Linked DNA regions of Mus musculus: region 2 is linked to region 1. The links are chromatin contacts, called in public Hi-C maps. All regions are on one chromosome and are shown on one strand. The core of a region is the stretch at or near the end of the contact, and the rest is flanking DNA. Distances in the headings are between cores, read along the strand shown. Region 1 overlaps Wdr78 (WD repeat domain 78). Region 2 holds the start of Wdr78 (WD repeat domain 78).

The links. Hi-C and Micro-C count contacts between places; a contact is called where the count stands out from the background.
Region 2: a contact with region 1 is called in a Hi-C map of double positive thymocytes, with 1.6 times the contacts expected there. The contact joins the promoter of Wdr78 here to the enhancer-like site in region 1. A contact is called at or near these places in 1 of 15 datasets of contacts at CTCF or cohesin (thymocytes), 5 of 484 Hi-C or Micro-C datasets (DN3 thymocytes, the P5424 cell line and double positive thymocytes), 6 of 115 datasets of contacts at active chromatin or transcription factors (CD8 T cells, the SCID.adh cell line, double positive thymocytes and 1 more) and 1 of 9 other capture datasets (adipose tissue).

What each region holds. Positions count from the first base shown.
Region 1 is chr4:103,063,473-103,066,816 of GRCm38.p6, forward strand. It overlaps Wdr78 (WD repeat domain 78), which reads right to left. Exons shown (of 17, transcript NM_146254.4): 9 at 2,788-3,014; 10 at 992-1,078. Among named protein-coding and RNA genes, the nearest start is that of Insl5, 38 kb to the left of the region's middle. Within about 2 kb of position 1,644, at least 12 of the 459 cell types and tissues checked have an H3K27ac peak or open chromatin away from gene starts, as enhancers often do. A contact at or near this core is called in the P5424 cell line, the SCID.adh cell line and double positive thymocytes, where this site is marked.
Region 2 is chr4:103,112,657-103,116,000 of GRCm38.p6, forward strand. It overlaps Wdr78 (WD repeat domain 78), which reads right to left and starts at 1,643. Exons shown (of 17, transcript NM_146254.4): 1 at 1,454-1,643. The coding sequence starts at 1,500. It also overlaps a transcript of Mier1 not described here.

The sequences.
Region 1 (3,344 bases), core at 394-2,893:
AAAGATACTTGGAATATATTGTGTGAAGTCATAAATGATTTCCCTTTACCCTATGTTAAATAAGAACAAATTGCTATTATTATGAATTTAAACAAAAGAAAAAAATGAGGACAAGGGAGATGGTTCTGTTGGTAAAGTCCTTGCCTTTTCAAGTCGGAAGACCTGAATTCAATTCCCAGAAGCCATAGACAAACATGGGTTGCTGATGGCGTGTATTTTTAATTGGTAGGCAGAGACAAGGGGATCTTGGGCTAGCTGGACAGCCTGACCCTCTTACTTAATAAGCTCCAAGCCAACAACTGAATAGCTCCAAATGAGTGAGAGACCCTGACCCCCCAAAAAACAAGCTTTTAGCCAGGCATGATGGTGCATGCCTTTAATCCCAGCACTCGGGAGGCAGAGGCAGGTAGATTTCTGAGTTCGAGGCCAGCCTCGTCTACAAGGTGAGTTCCAGGACAGCCAGGGCTATACAGAGAAACCCTGTCTCAAAAAAACAAACAAACAAACAAAAACCAAAAAAAAAAACACAAAAAAGACAAGCTTTGACTCCAAGATAGCAACATCTAGGCCTGTGTGCTCTGACCTACACACACATACACACACACATTTGCACCTGCATATGTGCACTTATACATATGAACACACATATGAAAGAAAGTGAAAAGTTTTGACTGATAAAATGGTCTGGACTTTGCTGAATTATTATTATTAATTTTTAAAGATTTATTTATTTTATGTATGTGAGTACCCTGTTGGTCTCTTCAGACACAGCAGAAGAGGGCATCAGATCTCATTACAGATGGTTATGAGCCACCATGTGGTTGCTGGGAATTGAACTCAGGACCTCTGGGAGAGCAGTCAGTGCTCTTAACCGCTGAGCCATCTCTCCAGTCCCTGGACTTTGCTAAACGATTATACACAAGTACACAGTGTACAAACACCGTGTCCACATTTAACTAAATAAAAGGATGCTTGTTCCTCTTTGGGTTACCATGGGGTTCTTTATTGACCAGCAGCAGGCCATTCCTTTTTTTTGTTCTCTAAATCCAAAGTTTCCATAGCCAACAGCCAAAAGGTCCTAAAACACAAAACAAGACACTTGAGAGGATGACAGGAAACTGTAGCCAACGCATGCAGGTGCTTACTAACAGACTGTTTACAAACACTGCTAAGACAGAGGGCAAGGTCAGGAGCTGGGGCTGCAGCTGGGGCACTCGCTTAGTATACAGAAGGTTCTGAGCTTAAAGTACACTAAATATCTATTTCAAAGATGCAGTTACTCCTGAGATGCTATTTGGAATGTCTAGTTGGGAAATACCTTTTGAAGTATTTTGTAAAACCCAGGAGAACACCAGCTTTGTTACTGTATACATAGTCTCCTTTAACAACAAATAAACCAGCCTCCAGCTCAGTGGTTCTTAACCTTCCTAATGCTGTGACCCTTTAATACAGTTCTTCATGTTGTGGTGACCCTGTAGTAATGAAAATTACTTTCATTGCTACTTCATAGCTATAAGTGTGCTACTTTTATGAATCATAATGTAAATATCTGCGTTTTCTGATGATCACTTGGAGGGAGGGGCACAACCCACAGATTGAAACCCACTGCCCTAGTTTATCTGCCTCAAGATGACGTTGGAGCTTCTCTGGCCAGATGTCTGCACCTGAATTCTGGCAGCTCCATTTCCTGTTTGGGTGAGGTTGGAGAAATTGCTTATCATCTTGGTGCCTCAACCAAGTGGATGGTCTGACTCAGCACGAGGCTAGAGAGGTAGATGGGCAACTAAAAGCATGTTCTGCTCTTCCAGAGGATCTGAGATCGCTTTCCCAGGACCCACACTGTGCTCACGAACACCTCTCACTCCAGCTCCAGTGGATCAGTAGCCTTTGTCTTCCTAGGACATTGCGCTCACATGTGCATATTCACAAACACACATACACATCATTTAAAAGGATAAAATTAAAATCATAAGAAAATACTTTAAGTAGTACCTGGTATGTATGAAGTGCTGCCTATGCATCTAATGATATCAATAACATTATTACTAAGGAAGCTCACGAGTGGTTTACATATTGGCATGATCACTGGATTAAGTATACCCTTCCAGCTATGACAGCTTGGAGGAGAATAATTTAGGGATACGACTTTCAGATAAATAAGCCAACCACACACCATTTTCTAGTATAGATCACATCATCCGACATGGATTTAGCGGATACCATGTGGCCAGCACACGCTTAAAATAAAGATGTTAATATGTTTATATGTAAGGAGAAATATGCAACTATTTGCATTTTCTCCTTTTTCAAATATAAATTTTGTTCAGAGATATTTTAAAAGTAGGTGTTATATAGCCAGGCAAAACTCTTTTGCCCAAGTCTGAATAAACACACACACACACACACACACACACACACACACAGACCAAGCAAAACCCCTCCATTTTAGAATTCGCCAGTAAGAACCAGCAAGGTGGTTCATTGAGTAAAAGCATTTGCTGCACACACCCAATGACCTGAGTTCGATGTCTGGAACTCACAAAAAGCTAGAGACGGGAGAATAATCTGAAATTCTGGCTAGCTAGCCCGGAGAACACAGGGCAGCAGAAATGAGAAACCCTGCCTCCGTGAGTTGAAAGTAGAGAACTGAGTCATGACAGTTGTCCTCTGGATGCATGTGCGCACACATACACACACTATACGCATACATATGAAATAAATAAAAATTTACAAAAGAATTGCAGCTTAAGCGCTAGACTTGGGCTGTTACAGCATTTGGTGACTTACTGGGTTTGCTTTATTCCAGGAAAGGCTGCTCACGTTGAGGCCTTTCGTTAAGTCACAGGAGAAAGACCAGAGCCGTTCCAAATTAGCCGGTATTGTTGACTGTTCCGTAGCTATCTCTAGCTCTAGTTCCATTTCCACTTCTTCTTCATCTTCCTTCTTCGGCTCGTCCTCTGCTACCTTAAGATTTTCCACTTGCAAAGTTTCTTCAGGCTCTTCAGGTTCGTGTTCTTAAGTTAAGCCAGACATGTCATTACCCTCTGCACCAACAGGGCAGAGCCTGCCAAATAGCATCTCTATCCCTGACACTTAGTGGCATTACATACCACTAGATCTACCGGAATACACGGCCAAAGTGACAGGGTACCTGAGTGGTGACCCCAGCCTACTGAAACTTTCTGCGAACACACTTTCTGATCATTCAGTGACTGGGCCAGAGTGGTACCGTCACATGCTGTACTTTGAGATTACAAAACAAACTCTGTGCCCTTTTTTTTGTTGTTGTTCGGATGGGGATCAACAACTTTACCTTAGAAAGTATCCATCTCAAAGCTGGGGAG
Region 2 (3,344 bases), core at 393-2,892, 49 kb after region 1:
ACATCATACTCAAGGGGCATAATCCAAAGCCAGATCCCGTGGGGACTTGGAAGAAAGGGAGCTCAGAGGGAAAGGGAAAAGCTTAAGGAAGTTTTGTGCAGACTACTATGTGGAGGGTGTTGGCAAGCAGACGATTCAGCCAGCTATTCCAATGCAGAAATGACTGTTAGGTCTGGAGAGCACAGCTACTTGACGAAGTGAAGTGGCCCTCAATGCTTGGCAGTAAAGATGCAGGACCCATACCGAGGAAGTGCAAGGGTTGCAGTTTAATGAACTGGGATGGCTGCGGACTGGAAACAAAGGGGCAGTAAATTACAGCGCTGAGGATGAATTTCGAGCACACTGGGTGTAATTGCTTCAGTTTTGTTTTCTTGAGAGAGATCTTGAAGAGATAAGAAAACTTGTGAATCATGCATATACTTAACTTTGAAAGGCACAAGGCAACAACGAAGTGAACCACCTGCCTCCACAACACATATTTAGGAAGGAGACAGATTAGTAAACTATTTTGAAAAAGAAGGCCAGGCCAGGTGGCCCAAGCCTTTATTTAATCCCAGCACTTTCAAACCAGTTCCATATCAGCCAGGGCTACACAGGGCGAAAGACCCTGATCTATAAACACAAACAGACATTGATACATAACAGCAGAAACTAGCCACGAGCCTAGTGAAGATTGAAAAATGTCCTATTAGCTAACTGAAGCATTTCAAAACTCAGTAAAGTAAGTGGTCATTTAGATCAAAGCTGGTGACTGGCTAGTTAACAACTAAAGTGCCAACCGACTGTTGTAAGCTATTGGAAAGCGCTTTTTCGGAGAAGCGATGTAAGGCTGAGCACTTAACTCAAGGGCAAATGCAAGGCTCTCTCCTCAGAACTTTCAGTAAGTTCAAAGGGCGAATTAGCTGAGAGGATGTTGGAAGAAAAGATGTGGCTGCTCTGGGAAGACCGCAAAACCACTGAAATGTTCGAGCATGAAAGGGGGAATATTTTAATGAAAATTCAAACCACTTCCAAGTTCAACGCCACACGAGTCCACATTATCTTTGGGCCTTTCTCCTAGCTTAGCGGCATGAACTAAGCAGTTAAGAGTCTTAAGGTAAGCTGGCAGAAAGAGATGAAAAAAAAAAATCCTCTGCTGGCGTACATATTAAAATTAGCTTTGGTTGCTCAGAGACCAAGGAGCCAGAACACGAGACAGCTTGGAAGTTGAGAGACCTAATGAAAGAATACAAGAAAAAGCGCTTGGAAGAAATAGGCAGGGTGGTCCTCGACAAACTCCGGTCTAGCACGGCAGCGGGAGTTTTTACACAGACCGAATCAAGCCAGAGGATCCGGCGCTGCCTGGGGGGCTCCGCGGGATCGAATGCGTTGGGAACCCCTTTCCAAACCGAAGGGCTGGCTGTCTCTCCGGGATCTAGAGGAACGGGCCACACGGATCTAGTGCGGAACTTACGCGGCGAAGCTGGCCTGCTTGCGGGTGCTCGTCGGAGAGCTATGCATGGTGGTGACTTTTTAGACCAGGGCTCGGCGCCCCCTTCCCCAGCAGGTTCGGCGATGCCCGGACTCCCAACTGCCCGCTCAGCAGCTCAGGAATGTTTGCCGGGCGCCATGGCGACCGCGGAGCCTGGCTCAAGAAGCGGCCGCGCGGTTGGCTGGCCGCTCGAGGTGGAGGAGGAGGGCGGAGGCGGAGGGGAGGGTAGAGGGTTGGTGGAGCTGGAGGAAGCTCGGGCGACGATTCGGAGGAGGCGGGCGGCCCAGGCCCTAGGCCCCTCCCAGGCTGCGAGTCTCCCGGCTGCAGGCGGATGGATGGGGCGTCTCCAGGCGGCGGCGGCAGCAGCGGAGGCGGCGGCAGCAGCGGCGGCTGTAAGTGCAGCCTCCACAGACCATCTTACCCATCCTTCGATCGGGAACCGGGGCCCCAGGGGCGCTCGCAGTCTCCTTTTCCCCACTTCCCCTCCCCCCACGGGAGAGCGCCGCCCGGAAGACTCCTAACTTCCGGGGCGGGGCTGCCCGAGTGTACCGGGAGGGCTGGCGGCTTGGAGGCGCTGCCGTCTGGCGCGCATGCGTAGTTTCCGCCCCGCCCCTCCCCGGTCTTTCGGCCTTCGCGGTGGCGGCGGCGGCGCCCAATCTTCGCCGCTTCCGCGGCGCGCCGGGATTACGCTGCGGAGTGAGTTTGCGGGGCGGGCAGGCCAGCTCCCGCCCTTTTCGGTCGGCCCTCGCTCCGCGGCAGGGGTGTGGCTTCCTGGCCACTCCCCCGTGGCTCCACCTCTGTGCCCCTGATTTCTCTAGCTGTCCAGCCAGTTGAGGTTGGCTCTCTTAGCAGAGCATCCCTTGAGGTGATAGGCGCAACCTGGGTCAACCTGCCGTTGTCGGAGGGAGCTAGAGGGGCGAGAGACTCAGAGACAGCATTGCAGGGAACCAGCCGCTCCCAGTGCCTATCTCCCCCGCGAGTGGCCTTATTCTTTTAGCTTGTAATGTAGATGCTTGCTGGCCTGGTTCCCATCTCTGGTCCTTGCATGTTGTGTGACCTTGGGCAAGTCTCTTCCCCCACTCCCGGGGAGGGCTTCAGTTTTTCTATTAAACCTCAATTTTTGTAATTTTGCAGAAGACCTTAGGCAATTTTAAGACCAGCTAGGTTTCTAAGACCGCTTAACGGAGATGACCCGGAATTGACTAGACTTTTCTCAAATCATGGGTGAAATACAGAAATGTAATTATTGGGTTCTTTGTAATCTTTAGCATTGCTTATAAATTGCAGGACTCAATCTTTGTTTCATTTTGCTGAAATTCCCACGGGGCGGTTGACCTGGTTCTGGGACATCTTTTGAAAATGTGAGACTGAGTGAGCTTGAGGTAACTGTCTCTGTCTCTTTGCTACTGAGGCTTTCTTTCCTTTAATCCAGATGGTGTGGTGGCTCGATTCTCCCAGTGCCTGGCTGAGTTTCGGACGTGGTTAAGAACCAACTGGTTGAGGTTCAATGCAGACAAGACGGATGTGATGCTGGTAGGCAAGGGCACGACTGGAGATGAAGGGAGGGCAAAGGCAAGCTCCCTCATGTAATAAAAACATGATTATTGTCTGTGCTGGTGTTGTAGGCGTGCTAATGGCCAACCCTTCCAAGACTTTGGGTGATATAAAAGTGACATCAGCAACGTTAAGATTTATAACTAGTTTGCAAATATTGATAAGATGATAAAATAAGGCCACTGGATGAAATTATATGAAAAAGATTATGAAAGGAACCCAAACTATCCTTTGAAGGGTCAAATTTCTCTACGTGTTTTAGGATGGCATTAATAAAAGAACAAAGGAAAAGATAATTTCTGTTGGTTGTGGAGCCTCC